Linked DNA regions of Mus musculus: regions 1, 2, 3, 4, 5 and 7 are each linked to region 6. Evidence: chromatin contacts called from public HiChIP or PLAC-seq and promoter capture Hi-C data. All regions are on one chromosome and are shown on one strand. The core of a region is the stretch at or near the end of the contact, and the rest is flanking DNA. Distances in the headings are between cores, read along the strand shown. Region 1 has its middle 68 kb from the start of Gm52639. Region 2 has its middle 170 kb from the start of Gm52639. Region 3 holds the start of Col25a1 (collagen, type XXV, alpha 1). Region 4 has its middle 110 kb from the start of Gm40148. Region 5 has its middle 12 kb from the start of D030025E07Rik. Region 6 holds the start of Pitx2 (paired-like homeodomain transcription factor 2). Region 7 has its middle 3.6 kb from the start of Gm52639.

What was found. HiChIP or PLAC-seq counts read pairs in DNA pulled down with a chosen protein or histone mark. Capture Hi-C pulls out chosen DNA fragments and counts their contacts.
Region 1: a contact with region 6 is called in an H3K4me3 HiChIP or PLAC-seq map of neural tube, with 3 times the contacts expected there. The contact joins the enhancer-like site here to the promoter of Pitx2 in region 6. A contact is called at or near these places in 7 of 39 promoter capture datasets (the 3T3-L1 cell line, the C10 cell line, cranial neural crest and 3 more), 1 of 15 datasets of contacts at CTCF or cohesin (the NIH/3T3 cell line), 9 of 115 datasets of contacts at active chromatin or transcription factors (astrocytes, craniofacial prominence, embryonic basal ganglia and 6 more) and 1 of 9 other capture datasets (embryonic stem cells).
Region 2: a contact with region 6 is called in an H3K4me3 HiChIP or PLAC-seq map of embryonic basal ganglia, with 5 times the contacts expected there. The contact joins the enhancer-like site here to the promoter of Pitx2 in region 6. A contact is called at or near these places in 10 of 39 promoter capture datasets (the C10 cell line, the HPC-7 cell line, HPC-7-derived erythroid cells and 6 more), 1 of 15 datasets of contacts at CTCF or cohesin (stem cell-derived epiblast-like cells), 1 of 484 Hi-C or Micro-C datasets (muscle stem cells), 9 of 115 datasets of contacts at active chromatin or transcription factors (craniofacial prominence, embryonic basal ganglia, embryonic forebrain and 6 more) and 1 of 9 other capture datasets (pancreatic islet).
Region 3: a promoter capture Hi-C map of liver shows a contact between it and region 6, with 3 times the contacts expected there. The contact joins the promoter of Col25a1 here to the promoter of Pitx2 in region 6. A contact is called at or near these places in 1 of 39 promoter capture datasets (3T3-L1-derived adipocytes) and 1 of 9 other capture datasets (liver).
Region 4: a contact with region 6 is called in an H3K4me3 HiChIP or PLAC-seq map of neural tube, with 4 times the contacts expected there. The contact joins the enhancer-like site here to the promoter of Pitx2 in region 6. A contact is called at or near these places in 5 of 39 promoter capture datasets (cranial neural crest, embryonic stem cells, hippocampal neurons and 2 more), 1 of 484 Hi-C or Micro-C datasets (embryonic stem cells), 9 of 115 datasets of contacts at active chromatin or transcription factors (craniofacial prominence, embryonic hindbrain, embryonic midbrain and 4 more) and 1 of 9 other capture datasets (embryonic stem cells).
Region 5: an H3K27ac HiChIP or PLAC-seq map of extraembryonic endoderm stem cells shows a contact between it and region 6, with 6 times the contacts expected there. The contact joins the enhancer-like site here to the promoter of Pitx2 in region 6. A contact is called at or near these places in 7 of 39 promoter capture datasets (the 3T3-L1 cell line, the C10 cell line, embryonic stem cells and 3 more), 11 of 115 datasets of contacts at active chromatin or transcription factors (astrocytes, craniofacial prominence, differentiating embryonic stem cells and 8 more) and 1 of 9 other capture datasets (embryonic stem cells).
Region 7: a contact with region 6 is called in an H3K4me3 HiChIP or PLAC-seq map of stem cell-derived neural progenitor cells, with 40 read pairs. The contact joins the enhancer-like site here to the promoter of Pitx2 in region 6. A contact is called at or near these places in 21 of 39 promoter capture datasets (the 3T3-L1 cell line, 3T3-L1-derived adipocytes, the C10 cell line and 12 more), 1 of 15 datasets of contacts at CTCF or cohesin (the NIH/3T3 cell line), 36 of 484 Hi-C or Micro-C datasets (8-cell embryo, the AtT-20 cell line, the C2C12 cell line and 18 more), 16 of 115 datasets of contacts at active chromatin or transcription factors (craniofacial prominence, differentiating embryonic stem cells, embryonic basal ganglia and 9 more) and 3 of 9 other capture datasets (adipose tissue, embryonic stem cells and liver).

Annotation. Positions count from the first base shown.
Region 1 is chr3:128,304,424-128,307,998 of GRCm38.p6, forward strand. No RefSeq gene overlaps it. Among named protein-coding and RNA genes, the nearest start is that of Gm52639, 68 kb to the right of the region's middle. Within about 2 kb of position 2,103, at least 3 of the 459 cell types and tissues checked have an H3K27ac peak or open chromatin away from gene starts, as enhancers often do. A contact at or near this core is called in neural tube, where this site is marked.
Region 2 is chr3:128,544,947-128,548,551 of GRCm38.p6, forward strand. No RefSeq gene overlaps it. Among named protein-coding and RNA genes, the nearest start is that of Gm52639, 170 kb to the left of the region's middle. Within about 2 kb of position 1,680, at least 48 of the 459 cell types and tissues checked have an H3K27ac peak or open chromatin away from gene starts, as enhancers often do. A contact at or near this core is called in craniofacial prominence, embryonic basal ganglia and embryonic forebrain, where this site is marked.
Region 3 is chr3:130,178,770-130,182,341 of GRCm38.p6, forward strand. It overlaps Col25a1 (collagen, type XXV, alpha 1), which reads left to right and starts at 2,076. Exons shown (of 38, transcript NM_029838.4): 1 at 2,076-3,011. The coding sequence starts at 2,715.
Region 4 is chr3:128,648,055-128,651,690 of GRCm38.p6, forward strand. No RefSeq gene overlaps it. Among named protein-coding and RNA genes, the nearest start is that of Gm40148, 110 kb to the right of the region's middle. Within about 2 kb of position 2,062, at least 1 of the 459 cell types and tissues checked has an H3K27ac peak or open chromatin away from gene starts, as enhancers often do. A contact at or near this core is called in neural tube, where this site is marked.
Region 5 is chr3:128,242,057-128,245,614 of GRCm38.p6, forward strand. No RefSeq gene overlaps it. Among named protein-coding and RNA genes, the nearest start is that of D030025E07Rik, 12 kb to the left of the region's middle. Within about 2 kb of position 2,280, at least 2 of the 459 cell types and tissues checked have an H3K27ac peak or open chromatin away from gene starts, as enhancers often do. A contact at or near this core is called in extraembryonic endoderm stem cells, where this site is marked.
Region 6 is chr3:129,198,064-129,201,623 of GRCm38.p6, forward strand. Pitx2 (paired-like homeodomain transcription factor 2) reads left to right here and starts at 1,815. Exons shown (of 5, transcript NM_011098.4): 1 at 1,815-2,099. Gm40149 (a long non-coding RNA gene) reads right to left here and starts at 846. Exons shown (of 4, transcript XR_867634.2): 1 at 1-846.
Region 7 is chr3:128,368,388-128,371,859 of GRCm38.p6, forward strand. No RefSeq gene overlaps it. Among named protein-coding and RNA genes, the nearest start is that of Gm52639, 3.6 kb to the right of the region's middle. Within about 2 kb of position 1,339, at least 9 of the 459 cell types and tissues checked have an H3K27ac peak or open chromatin away from gene starts, as enhancers often do. A contact at or near this core is called in embryonic retina, where this site is marked.

The DNA of each region.
Region 1 (3,575 bases), core at 853-3,352, 890 kb before region 6:
TTTCAACTTTAGTCACATCCTGCACATATTCCTTCAAAGTCATCCTTAGAATTTAGTTCTCAATTTCTCTTCTGGATACTCTACTTTATAATTGTGGTTGTCTCTACATATCTGACTTCCCCAGACATGGAGGGGTTTGAATCTCTTGGAAAGACAACAATACCCTGGCATCATTTTACTGTCTGCTGTGATATGTATAACACCATAACCATGTTTATATAAGATATAATTATATTTTAGTGAAGTTTGATGGCAACCTAATTTTCCAGTTAAGGAGATCTTAGGAGGGGCTTTAACTATACCTAAGAAGTGATTCTAGAGAGAAGGGTTGTATTTAAAAAGGCCCTTGATGAGCCAGGAGTGGTATTTGCCTTTTGTTCCAGCAAAGGCAAAGACTGGTGGATCTCATGAGTTTAAGGGCAGCCTGGTCTACATAGCAAGTTCTTGGACAACCAGGACCACAGAGAAAGACCCTGTTTCAAAAAACAAAACAACATGCTGAGTGACCTTGATAGGGACTGAGCATTTCAGAGGAAGGATGCTGTAGGAGAAATATCCTGGGATTAGCGTGGAGAGATGCAAAAGGCCTTCGTGAGCCCTGTATAAAGGAGAGCAGGGCTGAGCAGGAGTCTCTGCTAATCCTCTTGCTATATCTTGTTTTGGTCAGTCATTCCTAGGAATGAGTCACCTGTTCAGGCAGAGTTGCTCTCTGTCCACAGAAGTATTGGAGAATTGACTTTAGCAGTAGGAATTCATATTATATTTCCCCCTTCAAAAGCCTGTTAAACTACAGACATAATTTTGCAAAAACCTGATCTCAACCCAAGCCAGAAATGGTGTTGGCTCTTATCTGTAGATTTCTCCTGGCTTTCAAGTTCCTCTTTGAGCCCTGTTTGGCTGCACAAATCCAGGGATAGTCACAGAAAGTGCATCCTATAATGTAATGCTGTAATTCAGGGACAAACAGTCCTGCAAGGTGGGGCATGACCCATTGGAAACTGCAAGGGCTGTGTGAGAGAACCGGAGAGCTTTGGGTATAAAAGCCTTGATTCATAACCTGTTTTGTGAAACTTCTGGTCTCATTTCCTTTGAATTGTTTAATCAAACTGATATTTAGCCTCTGGATCTAGTGTACTTCACAAAAAAACTACATGGCAGGGCCTGGTGGTACTATTAGCCTAGGGAGGAAATCTATTTGAAGAGCCTGTGTGCTCTTGGTGTTCATTATGCGAAAGTATTTTGGGTGCTAAAATAGTTTGTCTTTTGATATAGTTTTAAATAAATGTGAGCTTACCTTTGTGGATTTGGTAACTTCTACACTAACTCTACACTAGCCTGCTAACAACTTTCTGAAGTAACACTTGTGGTACGTTTTTAATAGATGAGGAAATAGAAGTTAAGTATCTATCTAATGAGAAATAGCCAACAATGGCCTGATTTTTCAACCTCACTACTGCTTAATTGAGTCCCACGTTAACTTCTCTTCCCCAGGGTCAGCAAACATGACTTTAGATGAGGTAATTTCTCTCTTTCCTTTTAAAAATAAAACACCTGCTAAAGATTTTCAGCAAAGAACTCTGTGTGTGTTCTACAATTGTGCTGAAAGCAGAGGAGGGGATCTAATTGAGACACAAATAAAAAGACAACTGAAATACACTACAGACTTAAAATAGAGAATTCTAGGTGCTAATAAAACATACTAGTGTAGCCGCTGTGTTCTGGAGGTACTAAGAAAAGCAGGTATTGCAGCGAGGAAGCTTCAGGAAGCTCACACAGTAGTAGCTGGCCTCACAGCCTTGCAGACCCTGTGTCCCGTTAGCACCTTTATTGTTACTGGTGGTTTGCTTACAGTTTGCCTCAATGATGCCATAATTTCCTTTCCATTAATACTCCCAAACTTTTTTAAAGTCCTGGCTCTTCCTCCCCAGTGGGCCAAATGGAAGAGGAACTTTACATGACTCTCCCCCTCACCCCTTAAGTGACTATCTCTTGACATACTAATTTTTCCCAGGCTGAAGCTGCAGCCTGTTAAAAGTAAATGCATTCCTTCCAGGCTCCAGGGCTGGGTAGAAGCTCCGATGACCCCTTGACATTCTGCAGGCATTGATGAGGTTTCGTCTCCTCTCTGGAAATAATCTAAACATTGATCCCAATGAACTGAATGGAGCCCTAGATAAGCAGAAGAAAATGTGTTTATGGACATTTTCAGGTCACTGGAACTGTATGTCTGAAGGTTAAATACTTCGGGAGAGTTGGAGAGGGGGGAGGGTAATGTGCTTTCTAACAGGGAAATTTATATATTTTAGAAATATATAGAAAGAATTTCATGGTCTATTATGCTGGTAAATGCAGATGCTGCATGCTTCCTGTGGGGAGGTGATGAAGTTTGCAGTACTGAGGGTTGTTTTGTTTTGTTTTGTTTTGTTTTGTTTTGTTTTTGAGAAGTTTGAGGGATGGGAGATGGGAACAGTCCATTACATTATACCAAATAAAACTCTCCTCCATTTCTTAGATATTTGGGGAAGTTGTGGAGAAATAAATGTTCGCATAAAATGACCAGAGAACACAATATACACTATGCTTGCTTAAAAATTGAGACACTTTTACAATAAAAGATTTTAATGACTCTGCACTCATAAAAAGGACTTAATATTTTAGAACTCACACACTGGCATGTGTGGCTTAACATTTTTATATGTCTGGTAATTTACAGTTTTTAATCTTATTCCCTGATTATTAACGGAATGCAGATTCACAATTTGAAGTGAAGTATTTATGATTTTTTTCATATCCACATCCTTATCTTTGTTTAAAAATTTATCTTAGGGAGTTTAACTGCAAGCTGTTAGCCTTTCCTAGAGTGTCGCTTCTTCCATGCTCTCTCCTCACTAGCTAGCTATCACATGGTACATGTGTTCTCAGTGTTTCTGAATGAATGAAATTTTGCCAGAGTAGTGGTTTTATCTAGCACAGTCTGATGACCTAGGACATTCCGGGCTTGGCAGGGGGTATAGCTGGCGATCTTTGTTATGTGTGTGGGATCATGAGAGTCTCTTAGATTCCTTTAGGCATTTAAATCATGTTTGTGACATCCTCTCCAGGTCAAGCTTTTGACTTCTGATGTTGAGACAGTCTCAATCAATCCAGATTGACTTCAGTTCCTCTATAAAGTCCAATTTACCCTTAGACTCCTGACCCTCCTGCCTCCACTTTCTCAAAATATAATTTGCCTTTTTCTGCCAATTGCATAGAAATTAAAATGCCAAGTATGCAGACTAGGTATCAACATCCTTGCAAGTTGCCATTGCTGGTACAGATTTACAAGTTGAGACAAATGTTAGCTAGGTGTTTCCAGAGCTTGGTGATATCTATGTGCCTGTGGGAGGTAGCCAAACCATGGAAGACTGCAGTATACTAAGTATTATATGGAGTAGAAAACAAATTCATTTCCAGTCTTGAAAGAGGAGCTGGGTGGTGGTGGCTGCACATACCTTTAATCCCAGCACTCGGGAGGCAGAGGATGATATCTGAGGTCAAGGCCTGTCTGGTCTACAGAGTTTCAGAAAAGTCAGGGC
Region 2 (3,605 bases), core at 430-2,929, 650 kb before region 6:
AAGCCCTAAATATAATGATATCCTGTATATTAAGATTCACCTAATCACCTGAATACATTCCTGAATGTTCTTTTAGGATATAGACACTGCAATCATTTCCTTCTGCCATTTTGTGTGCCCTGCTTCCCACCACTCTGAATTTGTTTTTATCGATCCGTAAGCACACCAAGCTCCAAGATCCCTTAGGTGTGTGTTTCTGGACATGGGTGTTTCTCTGTCTTAAATCTATCTTTATCTCCTTCAGACACCCTTGTCCTGAAACATTTCCCAATGGAATCTGGGAAAGATTTCTTTTCCTGGACCACAGATTACTTAGCCTTCATTTGCCTCTAGAAAGAAGACTGAATTCAACAGTGTGTCCAAGAATGCTTCCAACCATTTACTATTCATGGTCTGCACAGTGAAGTGTAACCATGGCAGAGGGAGAGGTCACACTACACTCATGGTGGCTTTCAAGTAAAAGTTCAAGTATTTTACTGAAGAGAGGTCTTTTTCCTCTTAGGATGGAACACAGGTCTTTGGGAATTTTGCACAATGTATTTTGACAATATTCACTCCTTCCCCCAATTCCTGCCAGATCCACTCTTCTTCTCTACCCACTCAACTTTGTGTCTTTTTTTGTTTGTTTGTTTGTTTTTTGCACTGACAAAGTCCAACTTGTGCTGCCTGATGCATTCATGGATGTGTGGCCTTCTACTAGTATATAATCAACCTACCATGGGCCTGTCCTCTTAGGGAACACCCACTATCTCTTTCCCAGTGGCTATCAATGGATAATAGCTTCTCAGATGGAATTCCACGCCTCCCCTCTGAATGCTGGTAGACAGTCTAGGTTTTAATTAAGACATGTGAGTCACACCCCTTCTTCTAAAGGCTCAGGGATCATTGCTAAAGAGGGGTTGGAAAGACAGTAAGAGCCAGAGGTGGTGGATGGCTTACTATAAGGTTACAGTGTCTTTGGACACAGCAGGGTAATGACACACAGGAACTCACAGCAGCTATGAGAGGATATCCAAACCCTGTGTAAGCTGCACTCATGAGGTTATTGAGCCAGGCCAATATGATTAGTAGCTCAGGCAAAACGTAAAAGGAATCTGAGCCATCTTTTAAAAAGGAGTTCTAGGTTCTTCAGTTTTGATATAGCACCATAAGAGTTTTCTCAAATGTATATTTCCCAGGCCATTTGGAGACAATATGAATTTCCTACAAACATGATGGGTTTCAAAGCTTTTTACAAAGCAGAGGAAAAAAATGTTTTGCAGATCACACCAATTTTTGATAGTTTTGCACGGTTTTAATTGAGACCAGCCCACTGTAACACCATGCTAATCCTATATACTCACTATATTAAACTTGCTTAATAGAATAATTGCTTCTAATACATTAATATAAGTGACCAACTTTTAAAAATACAGCTGAATGCCATATTTCTGTTCTCTTCTGCAGCAAGTGTGGCTTTACCACAAGCATCTTGGAAAAACGCAGCTTCTCCCATCTGGTACAAATGAATGTGAACCAGACCCTCACACTCATATTGCCTTTTGTCTATTCTGGGCGCACAAAGCATACAATCCGAAGTGAAGGTAAATAAGATGCCCTGCCACTCTCTGTATGCTCAGAAGCTCACTGCGTTAAATAGACTGCAGTGCACCCTGGGAAGTGCTGGCTTTGTGCCCACAGCTCTATTTGCTGGAGTAGCTCATGTTGAAAGCCTGCCCAACCTCAGCTGTAGACTTGGAAGACACAAAGCAAGCAATTTGGCTTTCCCAATCATCAGCCCAGCAAAGGCAGGAAGGAATCCAGCAACAACAAAGATGCCTTAATTTTTAAGTAACCAGCCTACAGGACTGGGAGCATTTAAAGCAGCTCAGTCTATTCAGTAAACTCGTTTAATTCTCTCTCTCTCTCTCTCTCTCTCTCTCTCTCTCTCTCTCTCTCTCTCTCTCTCTCTCTCTCCTTCCCTCCCTCTCTTTCTCTCTCCTGTGTGTGTGTGTGTGTGTGTGTGTGTGTGTGTGTGTGTGTGTGTTTGATCTCCATAAGGGTAGCTGAAAATGCCCGATATCATTTTCCAACATCTGTGCCTAACGCTCCTTTCCAATACAAACTTCCAGATTTTGTGTCACAGCTGCTGTGAAGCTGGCAATTGTCACAGCAAGAAATATTCCCCCTCTTGTACGCTGTACAAAGTGTCGAGTACTATTGCTAGAGTTCAAAGCCTCCTACAAAGCCAATCTTCCCAGACAGTGCCACCAAGTCTTCAAAGGCTTAATGACAACTGAATCTGGTCAATCTTGATGAAGACTTGAGAACATTTAAGAGAAAGCAGTAAAAAGAAACAATGTTATTGTGTTACAAGAAGGATGGAAAAAAAGAGGCCATGTGCCAGGAAGTATCATTCAGTGGTACTCATGTCAATGCCTACTAAAGAAAAATCGTTCTTAAACATATATAACTATTCTGTATATCAACTTATAATAATTGGAAAATTGCCATTTTTAAGATTGTCTGAAATGCCCTTCATTACAGGATTTTGGCATGTCATTTAAATGAGGGTTAGCAAGTAAATAAACAAATTCTTATTGTACGTGAACATACACCAAAAATATGTTAAATTCTTTAAATTATGCTCTAAAGACTTGAGGCCCCAGGGAGTGGTGTGTGGGTGGTAGCATCCTCTTGGAGATGGGAAGAAGGAATGGGATGAGGAACTGTGGCAGGGGTGACCGGGTGGGTGGCTGACACCCAGTTATAATATTTTTTGTCTTGCTACTTCATAACTGTAATCTTGGTACTGTTATGAATCACAATGCAAATGTCTGTTTTCTGATGGTCTTAGGTGACTTCCATGAAAGGATTGTTCGACCCCTAAAAGGCTTGTGACCCACAGGTTGAGAGCAGCATTCCACCAACAACATGCCTAACACATTTCTCTTAGAGTTTTGTTATCTTTTTCATCCAGAGTCCTTGACTTAAATAGAACTGCAAAAGAAGATGCTAAATGGGAACTTGTTGAAGTGAGGGGAACTAAAATGCAATAGAAATATTTTCTTGATTCGTACTGTGTGAAGCAGAAGCAGCCTGCTCCTCTATGAGGTGTTAAAAACATTATCCCTTTGCTTGTAATGTTCCAGAAGAAACAACAAACTACCCTATTTGGAAGAAAGAAAAGAAGAGAGAGAGAGAGAGAGAGAGAGAGAGAAAGAAAGAAAGAAAGAAAGAAAGAAAGAAAGAAAGAAAGAAAGAAAGAAAGAAAGAAAGAAAGAAAGAAAGAAAGGAAGATTCTGGCATCTGAATTATAACAAGTATATATATAAATATATTACACAAGCATATATATATATATATATGCTTGTGTAATGTTATTGAAGAAGCTGAAGGGGAAAGCAATCCCGTAGGAAGACCAGCAGTCTGAACTAACCTGGACCCCAGGGAGCTCCCAGAGCCAAAGCCACCAACCAGGTACATACATGGGCTGGTCCGAGGACCCTGGCACATGTGTAGCAGAGTTCTGCCTGTTCTGTCCTCAGTGAGAGAAGTTCCACTTAATCCTCAAGAGACTTGAGGCCCCAGGGAAGAGGGAGGTCTTTGGGGGGAAGCACCTCTCA
Region 3 (3,572 bases), core at 826-3,325, 980 kb after region 6:
GAGATCTGATCATTCTAAGAGCTTATGAGAGATGCTGAAGGACCCTCTCATGGGCAACCCCCACAGACTACAGCATCATCCACGCGGACTGTGTGCTCTGCTGTTGCCATCAGCATGGAAAATGGCCTTTGTGTTTGTGTGAACTGTTTAAAGGTCTTTATTCTTTTTTTCTCTCTCATATTTCTAGAAAATGGTATGATGCAGAGGAACACCATGAGCAATAAGTTTGGCGAGATGGGGGATGACTGGATGTGCTGAAGGAATTTAGGGGAACAAGGAGAGGAGGGTGAGGAGAAGTCCGGACAGCTCCATATTGAGAAGGCAAATGGAACTGAGCAGAAGTTTGGAGGAACAATGCAGGCTAAGTTGTAACTGCTAGTGAGAGATGAATGTCGAATGGTGAGCTGTATCATTCTGGGGCTCCGGAGGTTTGGGTTTGGTATATGCATTCATTGCTCAACAGCTAAAAGATGGTAATTAGGAATTCCACAGAGGAGAGTATCGATGGCATAGAGCAGAGGCTCAAAGAGAGAACATTGAGAGGACTGGCAAAGAAAAAGTTTGCAACCCATGTACAACATTACCACCACCACCGCGGCCCACTAAACACCCACACTAAGCAACGGAGGTTAATTGGAATGTGGAAAGAACTAACATATTAAACTTTTTGGCTGGAGCTAGAGTTCAGGGTTAGGGAGCTTACTTACCTGGAACACACACACACACACACACACACACACACACACACACATCCTTCTTGAGTCCATTTAGTGTTTCTCATATGTCTATGTATTTAGAGATGACAGTCTGGAGTTGGTTCCGGAAGGAAACAGTCTCCTCCAGCAGCCATTGATTGTTAGTAGCTCTTATTCTAGGCACCGGGTCTCATGCAAGGTCCCCGATCCACGTTGGCATGTGAGCATAGTTGTTATTCAGGTCTTGAGGTCTTGTTTTATGCAACCACTTGTTGAGATTCATAAGTGCAGGCTTCCTGCTATGTCTATCCTAAGTCCCCCTTGGCACTGTAGTTTACACACGAGAAGCAACTGCTCCGGGTTAGGTATTTTGTTCATTGATTATAGTAGTAACTGGTTGTGGTAATCGGTTAGGGAGGGAAAGAAACGTACGTGACATTTCTTAAGATGAAAAGGCAAAAAGGAAGGTCTTTTGGAAGGAGAGTTAGGGTTGTGTTTTCTTCTCTAAAATCAATTGGATGCAAAATGCTACTTGTTATCAATTTAGAAAAAAAAAAAAAATCCCAGTAGAGACTTAGTAATTTGATCCAGAGGGAAGAGGCAAGCTGAGAGTCAAGGAAGAGGAAAAACTGACTTCATTCTTCAGCTCTTTCCTAAATCCTGAGAAATGTGTATGCCTCAAACACTCACAAAACAGCGAATCAGGAAAACACATTAGCACCCTAGTACAGAGAAAGAGCCCAGAGCTGGGGGGGGGGGGGGGGGCAGCATCAAGACAAGAGGAAACGGGGGAGGGGCGAGAAAACTTCCCCAGTCATCTGCAGCAAGGCGTGGGAAGGAAGGGAAGTGGGGAAGGTACCCTGCAGACGTCAGCCAGACACTTTGCCTCTGGGCATGTGGGAACGAACTGAGGGAGGAGGGAAAACGTCGCGCAAGGGCTAGATGGAGGAGCTCCTGTGGCTGCCTTTGAGCGAGGATCTGGAGAGCTGGAGCCTTCTGCTTCCGTTCTTTCCTTCAGGAGGCCATTTCTCCATTTTTTAACCCAAATAGGGGGCGCTGGGCTAAGCCAGTATAAGCCACTCTGCACAGCAGACCTCAATTCGGCCCCTGGCTAGGGCCGGAGAGATGGCCTTAGGGGGACGCTGAAGTTACTCGGTGGTGGGAGGGGGAAGGGTCTCCAAGCTCCTCTCCAATCACAGTGGTTGCTGTAGCTATTTGCATATATTATGCTAATAGAGACCTCGGGCTCCGCTCCCACCCGCGCTCCCGCCCCTTCGTGGGTCCAGGCGGGCTGGGCGAAGGTGAATATATTATGCTAATAAGGAGGCTCCTGCGGGAGGGGGCGGTCCGCGCTTCAGGCGCGCGCGCACTGTCTCACACAAGAGCATCCCGGGGTATTTAAGGCTCGCACACGCGGGTCTGCGGAGATACTTTTGGGGCCTCGCAGCTTACGATCGCTGCTTGGGTCACTCGGTCCTCTTTTTCTCTATTCCTCTACCACCCACGGGGGCTGCGCTCTCGCCGGGTCTCTGTATTTCCTTTTCTTTTTGGCCTTGAACTGATCCAGGTGGGAGACAGGTCGGCGGGTGGAAAAAGGTAGAGATAGGCAGGCAGACTCAACAGGTCGGAGCAGAGAGAGGGGCTCTCGGACCCTGCGCCTCCGCGCGGGGGACCCCTAAGGAGGTGTCGGATTGGGGGGGTCAAGAGAGCTGCCCTAGTGGGTTTCATTTCAGCTGTGACCCCAACAACACCCCCGGCGCCACACAGTCCCCGGCCGGAGGGTGCTTTTCACTCCTAGCTGGAAGGGGAGAAAGAATCTGGAGGACGGTCGGTCCACGCCTGCTGATCCGGACGCCGAGCCACGCGCAGGTCCATCTCTAAGCCCGGGCTCCGACTCTACCAACTAGTTGTGCAGCCGCAGGGACTGAACTTTGGAGGAACCGACCCTTCCTCTCATTCTAAGATTACTGGAGGAGATAGAAGGTGGAAGGCGTAGCGGAGGCCAGCGACCCCGCCACAATGTTGGTGAAGAAGCTTGCAGGGAAAGGAGGGGGACGAGAGTCTGGATCAGAAGATCCGCGCCCCTTGGGACAGCGTTGTGCCGGCACCATGCCCTCGTGCACGGCCCTGGCGACCCTCTTGTCAGTGGTTGCTGTGGCTTTCTGTTTTTATCTTGGGGTGAAAACCAACGACCTCCAGGCGAGGATTGCTGCTCTTGAATCTGCTAAAGGGACCCCTTCCTTCCATCCGCTGTCTGACACCGTGGATGAGCTGAAGGCAATGGTTCAGGAGAAAGTGGAGCGTCTCTTGGCTCAGGTGTGGAAGGCTGGGTATTTTGCACGTGAATACTGTTTTGCACAGGTGTGAGCCCTGTGTGCAGGGATAGTTTCGACCCTTAGCTGTCTGCATAGTTGACTTGACTGTATATGCCAAGTATGGAGTTAAGTACCTTGGGTATTGCTTAGTATCAAGTCTGTAGCAGATATCTTCCCTGGGTATTCCATAGTGCTTGCATGCTTAGACATATATGGGGGGTCTGGATAACGGGAGTGTGTGGAGGGGCATTTTATTTCTTTGTAGCTTTCTGGAGTCTCTTGGGAGCTCTCACTTCAACGGAGACCAATTTTTGTTGATATAAGATCTCATATCTCCTTCCCAGGGAAAGGTTAGGGAAACAGGTGTTATTAATATACAAAAGGTAATCACTTTCAAGTGAAACGATCCTATAGAGCTTGAGAATCATAAATTCCACCCTTCGAATCTTTTTTTCATGTTCAAACACTTTGAAAAAGTTTTATAGTTGGTTAAGGATGCAGTGCAGGTAATAATTGGAAGGTAGAGCTGTTGAAGCTGAGAGTTATCTTCAAGGTTGGTTTC
Region 4 (3,636 bases), core at 812-3,311, 550 kb before region 6:
ATCTCTCTATATCATTTATCTATCCATATCACCACCTATATTTATCTCATATATGATATATACATATATAATCATCTCTATCTACCTGACTTTAATATAAATATGTATTTTCCTTCTTATATCTCAACTACTTTGAAATTTCACAGTATTCTACACAAAAACAAGGCACTGGAAATTCTTTCCACATATAAACTCATAGCATAAATAAAACAATTAGTATCATTGATCTACTTAAATATTTTACTACGCTGCCTACAAAGAGAGGAATGAGACTATAGGAAAGCCACGTATCTCTCCTCCTTTATTTTCCCGCTGACATTTTTCAAGGACTTTTAATTTCTCCTTCACCCTCAGTCTACCTCATGGAGGAGCCCAGTAGCATAGGGAACAGATGTGTAGTGCTGATGCATAGGCAGCAGACAGCTTATTACTGGTATTTAATAGTCACATATTTCATCTAGTTAAGTGCCTGTTTTTAAGATGCCCAATGAAAGGTGATCCTCTGCCTTGTGTGTTTAATAAGGTCATCAACACTGCCCTTACTAGTCAAGTTTTGTGAGATTGTCACCGAAGTATGTTTTTCAATGTCCAAGCCTGCTTACTTACCTTTCAAATGTATCCACTGTGTCCAAGGTAATAGTATAATAATTGGGCAACCAAAATATGCACATTTGGGGGATTTTATCATGTATTTATTCATCAAGTAAAGGATCTGTGTGCCTCTGAGTATGTAAACTCTCTATAATTTTTTTTAAATAAATTTACTTAAATATGTGGGTTTTTTTGTTTTTTGGTTTTGGTTTTGTTTTTTTTTTGTTTTGTTTTTTTGTTTTTGTTTTTTGGTGACTACCACATATGAAGCACCAGGAAGTGTGAACCTTTAGGATACAAGAATCAAAGTAAACTGTTCTAGGTCTTAAATAAATAACAAATAATGCATTTACAATTTACATACTCTATTTTATACTAATATACTAGCATTATTAGTATGTTGTGAGAACATTCTGAAATGAAATAACAATAATAGCTTAAAAATATAAATGATCACATGTGAAGGGCTACATAATTAAAATTATAAATTAGGAGGTATTTTTATAGCAAATATAGCATTTGTCCTTAGTTTACATATTGAAATATTAGGTATTTTTAGCTTGTAGCTTTCTTATAAAAGCTGGAGTTTTGTAAGATATGTATGTGCTTAGAGGAAATTTTCTGAGAAATTTTACCTGGTAATTCAACAACAGTTGAGAGGTTTGCTTTGGGCTTACTCTAGGGCAGGCTAAGCTGTGCTAACTCTTACATCCTATGTTTTCAGTTCTAATAAAATGGCTTTTCTTCACTTGGGAAAGTCTTGCTCCTCACACGTAGTCTGTTTCTATTTATACTAAAGAAGTGATTAATTTTCCATGGGAACCCTTGTGCCTCTGAATCCTCTTAGTTTGTTTGCTCTCATCCTTGTGGAGCCACAGAGCATCCTATGAATTAATGTCACAAACCAGTTTCTGTTCAGTAGCACTCATTTTATAAGTCTGCTGAGCTGTCAGGACTGTGTGCGGAAAGCTGTCAGAAGAGTCCTTGGTACAGCAACATTTTATCTTGTACAGTATTTTACTGCGCTCCTATTAACCTTATTTCCCAGTGTCCTTATTTTGGGGGCTTTTTTTTTTAATTCAAGTCCCTGCCTTGACTTTATATGAAAATTCCCTGGTCATAGTAAATTAAAACACTAGCCTTTCTTAATAGATCTTCCTGTAAGTTGCTGCTGAGAAGGGATGTTGCCATTTTTATTAACACTAAAATTAAGCCATCTTTCTTCCTGAAGTTAAGATGTTGATTTCCTGTAGGACATAACAATGGTGACTTAAAACCTTTGTGAAATATGCACAGTTATGAAGTATCAGACAGAAATTCTCCTTTGAGAAGTATGAGGCATGGCGCTGAGATGGGTCTTTCAGGAGACTGAACTGGCCTGGAAACTCCATAGGATATCTCAGTGTACACAGTGGAAGGGTCACACTCCAACTTCAGTGAAAAACAAAACAGGCTGCAAGACAGCATGCAGTCCGGCAGGATGACAGGCACAGGATGTCCCAAATGCTATAATGATCCCAGGACTTCAAACCCTGTTTCAAGAGATGCAGCTGGGAACAGCTTCTTGCACGTTGTTGTCACGCTCAAGGAAGCAAGTTTTTCAGATGACACCCTGCTGTGTGAGAGCCCCTTTGTTTCGGTGAAAATATTATTACGGTGCATTAAAGAGTCCCAAATTAAGGTCCCACATCCTTTGCAGCCCCCTTCACTGAGGCAGCACATTTTGTCCTGCCATTACTTGGCCTTGTAAACCACTAAGAAACTACAAATGGGTTGACAGTGTGAGTTCTAGAATCTTGGCACCAGGTGGTCTTATAGATTCCACCTTCTTGGAAATTGTCTGGAGACAGCTGTGAGCAGATGTTTGCTTAACAGACTGAAGAATGACACATCATCTGAAAAGAAATGTGACATCATAGGCGAGAGAACTAAGAGCTCACTGACAATCACAAAGAGGGCCCACCCTCTGGACCCTTCCTGAGAATCCAGCCTATGGAGAGGCATCATCCCACGAGTAGCCACAAGAGAAGCAACTAAAATCCAGAGAAATAACAGATTCTCATTACCCGAGCCAGTACATTTCACTACAGTTTACTTTTGTTCCACGAGAAAAATAGAATTGCTAAAGAAATCTGTACTACCTGTAATGGTTTGTATATCCTTGGACCAGGGAGTGGCACCATCTGGAGGTGTGGCCTTGTTGGAATAGGTGTGACCTGGTTGGAATGGGTGTGTCACTGTGGGTGTGGGCATAAGATCCTCACCCTAGTTGCCTGGAGGTCAGTCTTCCACTAGCAGCCTTTGGATGAAGATGTAGAACTCTCAGCTTCTGCTGCGCCATGTCTGCCTGGATACTGCCATGCTCCCACCTTGATAATAATGGACTCAACCTCTGAACCTGTAAGCCAGCCCTAATTACATGTTGTTTTATTAAGACTTGCCTTGGTCATGGTGTTTGTTCACAGCAGTAAAACCCTAACTAAGACACTACCTTACAGAACCTTCCATATGTAGCACTGGCCTTGGGCCTGAGCAGCAGGTGACCAGCACCAGGATGGAGGGAACAATGGAAGAGGGGCTGTTCCATTGGAGCAAGTGGAGAAAGGATCAGCTCTGTGATTTAGCTCAGAACTATTGAAAACTCGTCCCTCACGGTAATTTATTTGAAAGACCGGAAATGATCTTAATCCATTGCTTGCTTGCTTTTCATTTCATAGCTCGGACATTCGACAGTCAGACTTTAGACAGTTATAGTAAAGCACTTGAAGAGAGAAACTTGCTGGTGCTCATTTGAAGATTATTTGAGAATGCAAAGAAAAGTGTATAAGGCTCAGGCCTTACAAAGTGGAACAAAAAGGAGTATTTTTAGTCTCAGTCTCTCCTGCTGGTAAAATGTTTTAGTATAAAGAATTCTTCAAGCTAAATGCTAATCTATGGTCATTAACAGTTAAGCTGAGAGGGAGACCTGAGAGCTCACCAGTCACAGTTGGTAATTAAGGCAACAAACCCTAGCTAAGTAAAGTAACATTCTCAGCACTCTATATG
Region 5 (3,558 bases), core at 1,030-3,529, 960 kb before region 6:
TTTCCAAGATGGCAGCCCAGACAGATGGCTTACATTGGGAAAGTCAAGGAAGAGCTATAGACATTTGTTTCCCTGTTTATTCCCTCTCATCTGCTCACAGTATGTAAGGAGCCCAAATTCTAAACTCTCTTAAAAATGTCTCTGTCTCAGGAAAAATAGGATATTTCCTACAAAGACAGATTTCAGGGCAAGTTGACAGGCATGCTGGTGTTCTTAGAACTAGAATGATGACAGAGTTGGGAGCGAGAAGTTTAGATGTATTTCCTAGGAAGACAAGCATTGAAGAGGTTTGTGAATACCACCGTGGGTAGAGGATGCCTCTTCTCCCAGTTCTAAAACCCCTCTTCTTGCTAACTTTTTTAATCTCATGAAAGGGTTACATACATAACCACTTTGGAATTCATGAAAATGAGCTTTGTGGGTTTTTTGTGCATTTTATGGATTAAATTTTGTAATCTAGAAAACCACTCAAGGTAGAAAATTTGAAACACCATAAGCATCACATCAAATGCTGGGGTGGATAGGACTCGGGCTCAGTATTTACAAAGTTTGAAGTCTATGGAGAAGACTTACTATATGGTGAAAACCTTCATCTCTGATACAGGGTTGTGTGATCAAAGGTTCCTGACTGCATACAGTGCAGTGCATTCTGGAGAGTTTAAAGGAAGAGGGAACAGCTTAGAAGGATTGTTGCACAGAATTAGGGGAGGCTGGTGAGGCTGGAGGTTAAGCCACCCAAAGTGATTGCCAGAATTACAGCCCTGGCCCCTGATGTCACCAAGAACTGTGCGCCATGAATGCATTCTGGGGCAAGGAACATGGCCACCCGTGTCAAGGGACATATCCTTTTGACTGCACTCAGTGAAGCTTCTGCACTTTGGACTGACCCAGTGTGCCTCGATGCCACACAGTCTCCACTCGCTATGCATTTTCCTACGTCTACTGGGTGGGTGACTTACCGGCAAAGACCTTGTCTAGAGGGCAGGAAAAGTTCCTGGGACTGATCCCTAACACTCAAGAAAAGAGGCAGTGAGGTAGAGGATAGGTAAGGGTATTGCTTTAAATTGATGCTTAAAGTGACAGCATGTGAAAAGATGATCCAAGTCCTTACTGTTGGCAACAGTTTTATATTTTTTACATGTGGCCTTGGGGGTCTTCCTGCGTTTGCCTAATTTTTAGTAAAGAATAATGTAGAGAAGTGGAGTTAATAAGAAAAGTATTTTAAGCTTTGAAAAATAACGCAATATTGATCTCCAACAAGAGTTTTATCAATGTATACCATGGCTGGTAATAAAGGATGTTTATCCCAACATTCTTGTTTGCACAAGAATGACTGATTCCATTAGAACTATGCTTTCCTTCAGAAAATGTAGCATAGACTAAGCATAGCATAGCATCTGTACTACGATGTACAGAAGGCCATTGCTTGCATGCCTGGCACATATTAACTTTTAATTAGCTGGTTACTTATTCTATCACTAAATTAACGGGAGGATGATGAACCACTCATTTTCAAATGATTATTTTCTCTGTAACCTAAGCTTTAAAGAAAATTTGTTAAATAAACAGAGGGTTCCTGTATCCTTGTCATCGTTTCTGTTTGTAGCTTTTGGCTTTTTAACTTGACCATAGTTTTTTTTTTTTTTTAAATGTAAAACAAAACATTGCTCTTTTAAAATACTAGTCCAACTTCTACTAATCAATGTTCTATAAAATTAATTAGAGAGGATTCCAAAGACTTAAGGAGAGTTGCAGTTTTGCAAAATTAAAATGATATATAGGCAAAAAGCCAACAGAAGATTTCAATAGCAGAAGACTGACAAGATTTCACTTATGTTCTGAAACTGTTTCACTTCTAAGAAGTAGTGAACGTGCACAACGAAATGCTAGTGTTCAAGCCACTTTCCACTGCTGTTTAAAGTGGGACATAGGTTTTTGTGTTTGCCCTTCTCACACTTGTCTCTTCCTCTGGTGACTCCAAGGATGCTGCAGGAACTTCACAGCAGTGTCTACTGACTGCAGTTCCACGGAGTAAGTTTTCCTAGGGCTGGGGACCAGTTCTGCTCTAAACACAGCAGAGCCATTTGCTTTTGGTTCATTTTCTATTTGTGTGAAAGTCATGGCATTGTCAGCACTACCTCGTTCATACCATAATCACCCCATTGCATTGTTTTAGTGCTTTCTCACAGACTGGGCCTGACCCTTCTTATGTGCCTTTCTTTTCCTAGTTGAAGTCCACTACACAATGCCTAGCTAAATGATCAACTGTTCAAACAATAGAACCCTGACAAATCCCTGTTTTCTGGATAACAAGTTCTATGCTGTTGTTAAGATTGCTGTGGACACTGTTGAAATCTCAGGTCATTGTTACTGTTGCTCTGGACACTGTTGAAATCTCAGGTCATTGTTACTGTTGCTCTGGACACTGTTGAAATCTCAGGTCATTGTTACTGTTGCTGTGGACCCTGTGAAATCTCAGCTTACTGGAACTCTGGTTGTGGACATCACTGACATCTCAGCTCTTTGTTACTGTTGCTGTGGCCATGGTTGAAGTCTCAGCTCTGCTTGACTTTATTGTTTCCTATGCTGGTACTCAGAAGGCCAGTCCAGAGCACTGCCTCTCTTCTGATCACAGCTTCTTTAGCTCTCCTCCCTCTAGCTTAAGTTGCCTTTTAAGTCCAGAGTTGTGTCTATGGACTCTCAGTCCCTTCCACCTTCATCACTTACTGTGCTAGGATTCCCACTCGGATCCACCTTTCACTAAACGTAAGAATATTCTCTTTTAGCAAGCAAGAAAAGCAGTCCTTTCTCTCGGCAGGTAAGTTCTCAGATGAGAACCTGTCTGCCAGTGTTTTATCATTTCCCCTGTTTTCCTATTTCATGCAATATTCATTTCTTCATCTACCAAATGACTATTAGGTGGCAGTTGCATGCACATTATTTCTAAGAGCTATCAGTATACAGAATAAAATCCCCCTTGGATCCTACCTGAGGAGTGTCTACAAGGGAGATCAGATACATATCATTACATGGTAAACTGTACAGAGATGTTGGTTTCACCATCTCAGTATGGAAGTTGCCATATGAAAAGAGACACTAAACCAGGGGAAGATTACATTCAAAGTGTTCTGTGAAGTGTTTCCACACAGAAGGCTTTTGTATTCCAGCCAAAGCAACAGCAGAAAAAAAAATCTCAGGAGTTCAAAATTGTGTTTTATATTTAGAGATAGATTATTCGAAGAAATAGCAAGAAAAGAGTTTGCCAAAATACATATTGGACCAGGGCCTGGAGAGATAACTCAGTGGTTAAGGACACTCACTTCATGACCAAGAAGACTGGTGTTAAAGTCCCTGTGTTCATTAACAAGGTAAATGTCCCAAAGTGCCTGTAACTCCAACTCTGAGAGAATTCAATGCTCCATGCTCACAAACGTGCACTCATATACAGCAGCCGCAGCAGCAACAACAACAACAACAACAACAACAACAACAACACACAAGCAATTAAGAAAACACATTTACAAAACTTTAAAAAAATGATAAAATAATTGAAGACTA
Region 6 (3,560 bases), core at 565-3,064:
CCCGTGGGCATCCTTCAGAGGAGTCAGCATTATCTTCCTCAAATTGCATGAACTGGTGTGCTGATTTAGGAAGAAAAGCTGTATGAATTTTAGAGGGGACTTTATTTTCTATTAGGGACCAAGGAGAATTAGGGACCAAGGAGAAATGCAGTTTAATGGCGGGTCTGGTTGGGTTTTGTTCCCAGGCAAGGTTTAATATTGGTGAGAAAAACGCCAAACCATGAGGTACAGCTATTTTCTGATATTTTCCTAAAACATATCTTGAAGGGATGCACTTGAGATTGAAAGAACTTTGTCCCATATGTCTGGCAGAAGCCTTCACTCCTGGTCTTCCAGGCGAATCATATTTATAGCCCTTCCACGCAAAGGCAAGACCCTGCCAAAATATCCTGTTCGTTTCCAAAGTACAGACGCATTAGGAAATCAGAAAATATGAAATTAGAAGTAGGACCCACTTGTAGACTAGGAAAGGCCCCTTTCAGCCTTACATACTCTGGACTTTCAAGAACATTCGCTCATATGGGGGGGAACTTCCTTCTCCTTCCCCACCCCCATCCCGGTGCAATTTAATACCACTCTCAGTCAGGAACCTTAACCTCGTCATTTTAAAAAATGAGATATCCGCGACCCGGGGTGAACTTGTTGAGTGTAGGTACAGCAGAGGAAATTCTAGACTCTGAGAGTCCCAGACTTGAGCAAGAGATCCCATGCCGACACACTGGCCGGTGTGTGGCCCTGTCTACCTGCGCTCTTCCACTCTGATCCACCCGTCTTGACCTCAGACACCACCGTGACCTAGCCCTTGCCTTACTGTAGTTCAGGCCTCCCTCCGGTCATCGTCTGGTAATATCTCCCTCCTCCTCCTCCTCCTCCTCCTCCTCCTCCTCCTCCTCCTCCTCCTCCTCCTCCTCCTCCTCCTCCTCCCCCTCCCTCTCTCCCTCCCTCCCTCTCTCCCTCCCTCTCTCCCTTCCTTACCCCTTTTTCTTTCTTTCTTTCTCTCTCCTTCCCTCCCTTCTTTCATCCCCCCCACACACACCTATCGGCTGTGGCTCTCCCACCTTCTGCCGCTAGCTCACCCTATTTTTCTAACTTCTCCCAGTCATCATCTTCTCTTTGCCACCCCATCCATCCACCCACCTTCAGTGCTGCCCTCTGTGGATCCCTCAATTCCCTCCCACTGCCCCTGTAGACAATCAGTACAGTAACCAGCTTTCCTCTACTCCGCGGGCCTGAAAGGAGGTCACGCGCGCGCACACTCACATCCACACTTCGAAAGCCTCACCCGGATCAAACCAAGCCACACTGCCCTTTGTTTCATTTCATGGGCCACTTTGCTAGTCCCTTCCTCGTAAGCCACCCAGACTTTGCTCCGCGCGAATAGGTTTCTGTCTCCCCAGGCTCTGGCCCTCCCACTCAGATTTAGAAGGGGTTTGACGCACAACCGTTTTTTCTCCGTCCATTCCATCCTTGTCCCTTTCCTACCATCCCCACCATCCTGCTCCCCAGCTTGAGTGCTAGCTCCTGCCACTGGTCAGCTCCTGTCGGTCGGTAGTTGCCTCCGGCCCCTGATCCTCCGCTCCTCCCTCCTGGGTTCTGTCCGGGACCGCAGTCTCCTGGGCCCCTGGGCCTCACTTCTCAGCCCTAGTGGTCCCCTGTCCCCTCGATCGCCCCTGCACGCTCCCCCACCCCCGCAGTGGCCCAAGGCTGTGCTCGCCCCTTGATCGCCCAGCGTACAGCAGGCTCGGCCGCCCGCCCGCGCGCCACTGTGCACTGGAGTTTGGTGGAATCTCTGCTGACGTCACGACACTCCGCACACGGAGTCGGAGCGGAGGGAAGAGAGAGGGATGAGAGCGAGGGAGGGGAGAGAGAGTGCGAGACCGAGAGAGAAAGCCGGAGAGCAGCAGACAGAAACTGCCGGCGCCCGCTAGCTTTAGCAGCCCCCCGCGTGGACCCTCTCGGAACTTGGCACCCTCAAGATCCCCGCAGTTCCACCCAGACCCGCTCCACGGCGCTGGCTGTGCAGCCCGAGCCTCGGCCGCCTGGCAGTCACCCTGGGAAGCGGTGGGACGGGGAGACAGCCGTTCTCTCTCCGGTAGCCGGTAAGTGGAGGCCCTCTCTCCCACAGAGCTGTGAGATAATGCGAGTCTGGAAATTTGTTCCACTCTGGAGAACCTCCGCCGTGTATGATTTGTGGCTCGCCGGGCTTGTTTCTCCAGATTCAGCGCAGTTGGCAAACAGATCTTACAGAGCCCCTGTTCCGTTCGCCCTCAATCGCAGACACTAGAACAGTCCTACCCGGCGTTGAAGTCGACTGGAAGCCAGGCATGGCTGGCAGTTAAAACGAGGCATCTTCCCTGAAATTTCGATGCCAACAGGGTAGGGAGAAATCCTCCAGCTGAGGATTAGCCCAGTCAAGATAAAGGGCCAGCTACAAAGTTTCAGCTACTGGAATAGATTAGCCCCTTCCCATCATTACCCATTGGAAAAAAAAGGAGATTCCATCTTAACCGGCGGTTAGTGACCTCTCAGGCCCAAGCGAATTACCTGAGAGCCAGGCCTAGATGCCAACCCGCACAATTACTTCGGATTATAAATCCTTTAAATTGATCATCAGTCAACTCCAATCTTGTACTGAGGGAGATGCATTTTAAACGGATGCGGAGAGGCCACTATTTTGCAACTGGTAACTAAGTAAAAACATGCGATTCCAAACCAGCGAAATACAGTCCTTTTATTCCAATTAAATCACCTTCCCTAAACAATTTAGAAATCAAACTATCCTAGGAGGCTGGGATATTTTTGTTTTTATTCTATTTTGTAGGACTACCGTATTTTTTTGAGGTAAATTAAAATGGGGAGAGAGTCTTTTACTATTATGAATTACAATAATATGCATTCATACATTCTAAACGATTTAACGAACAAGTAATTTGATTTTTAAGAGATCTCTGCATCCTTTTCAGACCATTAGTTACAATTAAAGATATTTTATTCTCATGCAGTATCATTTAGAGGAGACTCCACCTAAAACCAATAATTTCACAGAAACAAAGATTGTTACTGAAGTGAATTGAGGACTTGTTGTTGTTGTTGTTGTTGTTGTTGTTGTTGTTGTTTGGGGGGCGTTGAAAATGAGCACAGTATTCCAATAATCAAAGTTTAGTTTCAAAACAAAGTAGCTACTTCACTTATGGAATGTTTTGCTTTGCCTCAGCAAAACTACGCCTAAGTTACTGCCCTGCTTTGTCCTGTAAGCTGAGCACTGTAGCTCCAAAGCTCCAGAAGCACACATTCCACAGAGCTTTAAAGAAAGCTTGCTCATGGTGAAGCACGGGGCTGTGCTAAAGTGGTATCTTAATTTCCTTAAATGATTACCCACTGCAAATTAATTTGCTGGCTAATCACACCAATTTAGTTCATTTAAAACATATGGCCTCATGCTTTTTATTTTTCAGCTTTCCATGAATGGTTCTGCTGTGGGATAAGAAAGGAAATGAAAAGGGTGAAATGGGAAAGAATTTTTGTTTTTTTGTTTTTTGTTTTTTGTGTTTTCTTGGACT
Region 7 (3,472 bases), core at 89-2,588, 830 kb before region 6:
CAGGCCCAATCTGAAACATATGTCATTCTGCAATCGGGGTTAGATTCATATCGGATTCACACCACACCTTAGCTTTCACTGAACGCAACTCTTAATTAAAATTCCCACTGAATGTCCATGTCAAACTGCCTCTCTCAGATGCAGGTATTTTTTTTTTCCACAGACATGAAAGAAAAAAGGATGCGATACCTTTCTCATGTTGTAAAAGTGAGGTCCTGCATGTTGCAATGCATTGGCTCCTTGGGAGAACCATAGAACCAAAACATAAAAGGATGCTGTACTCAATAGATGGCTCTGGGCTATGTGCCTTGTCTATACAGACCTGTTTCAGCCCATCCAGCCCAGAGGAAATCTTTCCCTTGTTCTTTCTTTGGGCACTTGTGATATCCTGCATTAAAGACAGCCAGTGAAATTTATGTCATAATGTGTTCCTTATAGGTGGGGAGGTGTCTCAATCAGTAAAGTGCCTGACACGCAAACATGATTATAAGTTCATATTCCCAGAACCCTTGTGAAACCTGGGTCTGGTGGCATAAATCAGTAACTTCATCACTGGAGGCTCAGATGCAGGTGGAAGCTGGATCTGTAATGTGAATGGATTTAGCTAATAAGTGGCTTTTACCCACTGATCAATTGATGGCTATATATACATATATATAAATCTGTGTATGGAAAAAAAAAATAAGAAAACACTAGAGAAAGACCCTGAACATCCACCTCTGACTTCACACACACACACACACACACACACACACACACACACACTTGCATGCTCACCTGTTTTCTCTCTCTCTCTCTCTCTCTCTCTCTCTCTCTCTCTTTCTATCTATCTATCTGATGTATGTAGAATAAAATGTATTTCTAGAATAACTGACTGGGTACCAATTGCCATAGCTTTTCCATATATAAGAAGCACTACCTACAGAGTTAAATAACAGAGAACATAATATGTAAGTCCAGGTCACCCCTTGATTCAAGGTACCAGCATTTGGTAAACTTTAACATGCATAGGAATCTGTGGGGTCTTGCAGACATGCAAACTGAACCTTGGATGGATTGAAAGTGTGCACAGCTAAGCAGCTCCCAGGGGCTGCAACTTCAGCTGGATCTCATACCACATTTGAGCATGAAAAGGCAGTATCACCCTGCTAATGTGGTGCAGACCATGCAAATACCTAGTGCCCACAGTGCGAGGAGGCTAAGCATTTAACCATTGCTCACTGTCTCTTCTGAGAGTTACAAAAGGGTCCTCTAATTCCAAGGAAGCTTGCATTGTGCCTGCTTGTCTGAAAACAACAGGTGGTAAGTGAACGGGGAGTGAAAGCTTGCTCTGTCCAGGATCTGCAGCCAGCCTTGCTCAGCTCAGCTCTGCTTCCTTCATCCTCCATTAGCCTCATTAGTCTTGTTAGGTTAGCGCTCATGGTTGATCGCTATCTCTGTCAAGACAATGGTTGCTGATTAACTATAATTACCAGTAATGGGGCCAGCTTTCTTTTAGACTCTAATGCCCTCAGCTCATCTATGCATTGTTCAGTCATGAAAGGTCCAATCTGCTAGTCACTGCTTATTCTTTAAACAACAAGTTACTTCATGTGTGGGCTTTTAAATATTGACCACTCTACCCAACCATCCAGTACATTTTAAGTTCCCCTTTCGCACCTTCCCTCCCTCCATCTCTCTCCTCTCCCTCCTTGCCTTTTCTCTTGTTCCCTTTGAGGGGAGACAACAGATTTTTATTTGGTTTTCTTTTGGGGGGGCAGGGAGTGAGGGGAAGAGGGAAATTGCTGACATTACCCTCTAAACACTTCTTAAATCCCACTCATTTTACTAACCTGTCAAGCCATAAATATGATTTTTTTCTCAGTTTTTAATTTAAAAATTGCTGTTAAAACAAATATTGTCTATAAGACCCTAGACATAACATTCTAATCCATTCGTTTTTATGAGCCATTCTAAACAGTAAGCAGATAGTACTGAATACAAATATTCTACATTTGATCATTTTCTAATATTCTTAAATTTTTTATTATGGGATGTGTGTGTGTGTGTTTTGTTTGTTTTAAGCATAAATGTGGACATCAGAGGACAACCCCAAGGAGTCAGTTCTCTCCTTCCATCCTGTGGGTCCAATGGCTTGAGCTCTGGTGGGCAGGCTTAGTGTCAAGGGCATTTACTTGCTGAGTCACCTTTCCTGTCCCTAATGTCACTATTTATTGAGGCTCTGGGTGTGGATCTTTGCCAATATAAATTCAGTGAGTGCTAAAAAAATACTTTAAAAAGCGTTACTGTGGGTGTGAAAATGGCAACCTTTTCACTAAGACACAATCTTTGTGAAAACTGTAGTGGGATCCAATAAAAACCGATGGGTCTTGGGAGAAACCCAGGAAGATGTAGGCTTAACTCACGAGGAGGTACCTATACAGTGCACGAGGCTCTGTAACAACAGTAATATTCGAACAAGTACATCATGGATATCACTGGAAATGATCTTCTGTGAAAGAAACGGAGGCTGCCAGTTCGACTATCTTTTTATTCTCTCTTTTGCTTTTTTATAAACAATAAATGAGCAAAAAGCCATTAAATAAATACAATTAAAGTTAAGTAGTATATGTGCTGATGGTAAGTCTGGGAAAAGCTCAGGAATGTGCTATATGAGTTATGAAACAAATTGTCTCTAGAATATTCTATTTTGATTAAACTTCAAAGCAAATGCCTCAAATGCTTTGGATGCCCTCAAACCTATTCATTTTTCTTCAAGGTGAGATCAGGACTGTTTTGTTTATTATCTGACACCAGAAAGCAAGTCCACCCACCAGAGACTCTAGAGTGGGAGGAGTCCCGCAAACCCACTTAGCTTGCCTGCCAGTCACCCTACTCACCCTGCAACCTGGCATTACATGGCATATGACCGAGAACTTAAGAAGGTCCCTCTAGATTCTGTCTTTATTCCCATCTGTGTATTAACCACCTTACCTCATGTCTCCACTACACAGAGTCCAACCTACAGATATTAAATCCCAGATCAGCCCATCATTCTACTTACCAAGATACCTCAGCTCACACAGTGCCCTGTACCTGTGACCGCAGATAATGACACAGCCTAGCCTCCACCCACACTATCCACCTCCACTAGAGGATAGTGTGGTGTTCTTTGCCCTGCCCCAACAAAGCGCTACCAACTCTGACTCTAACTTAGCCCCTAATAGACAAGGAAGCCTGCAGAAACTGGTGAGCTTTCTCGCATGTAACCCAGACACATGTCCCTTCCAGAAATTAGAATCCCATTGAAATTTTCTCTAAGAAAATGCCTATCTGAGGACTGCAAAACCAAAACAAAAGAGTTGAATAAGATGTGCAATAAAAATCTTCTAAGCCTATAGAAGTTTTACTCTAAGAGACAAGAGTTATCTATCCCTAGATAAGCTGGGGCCAAAACTGACAGCTCAGTTACACATCAACATAGATTTGCTTC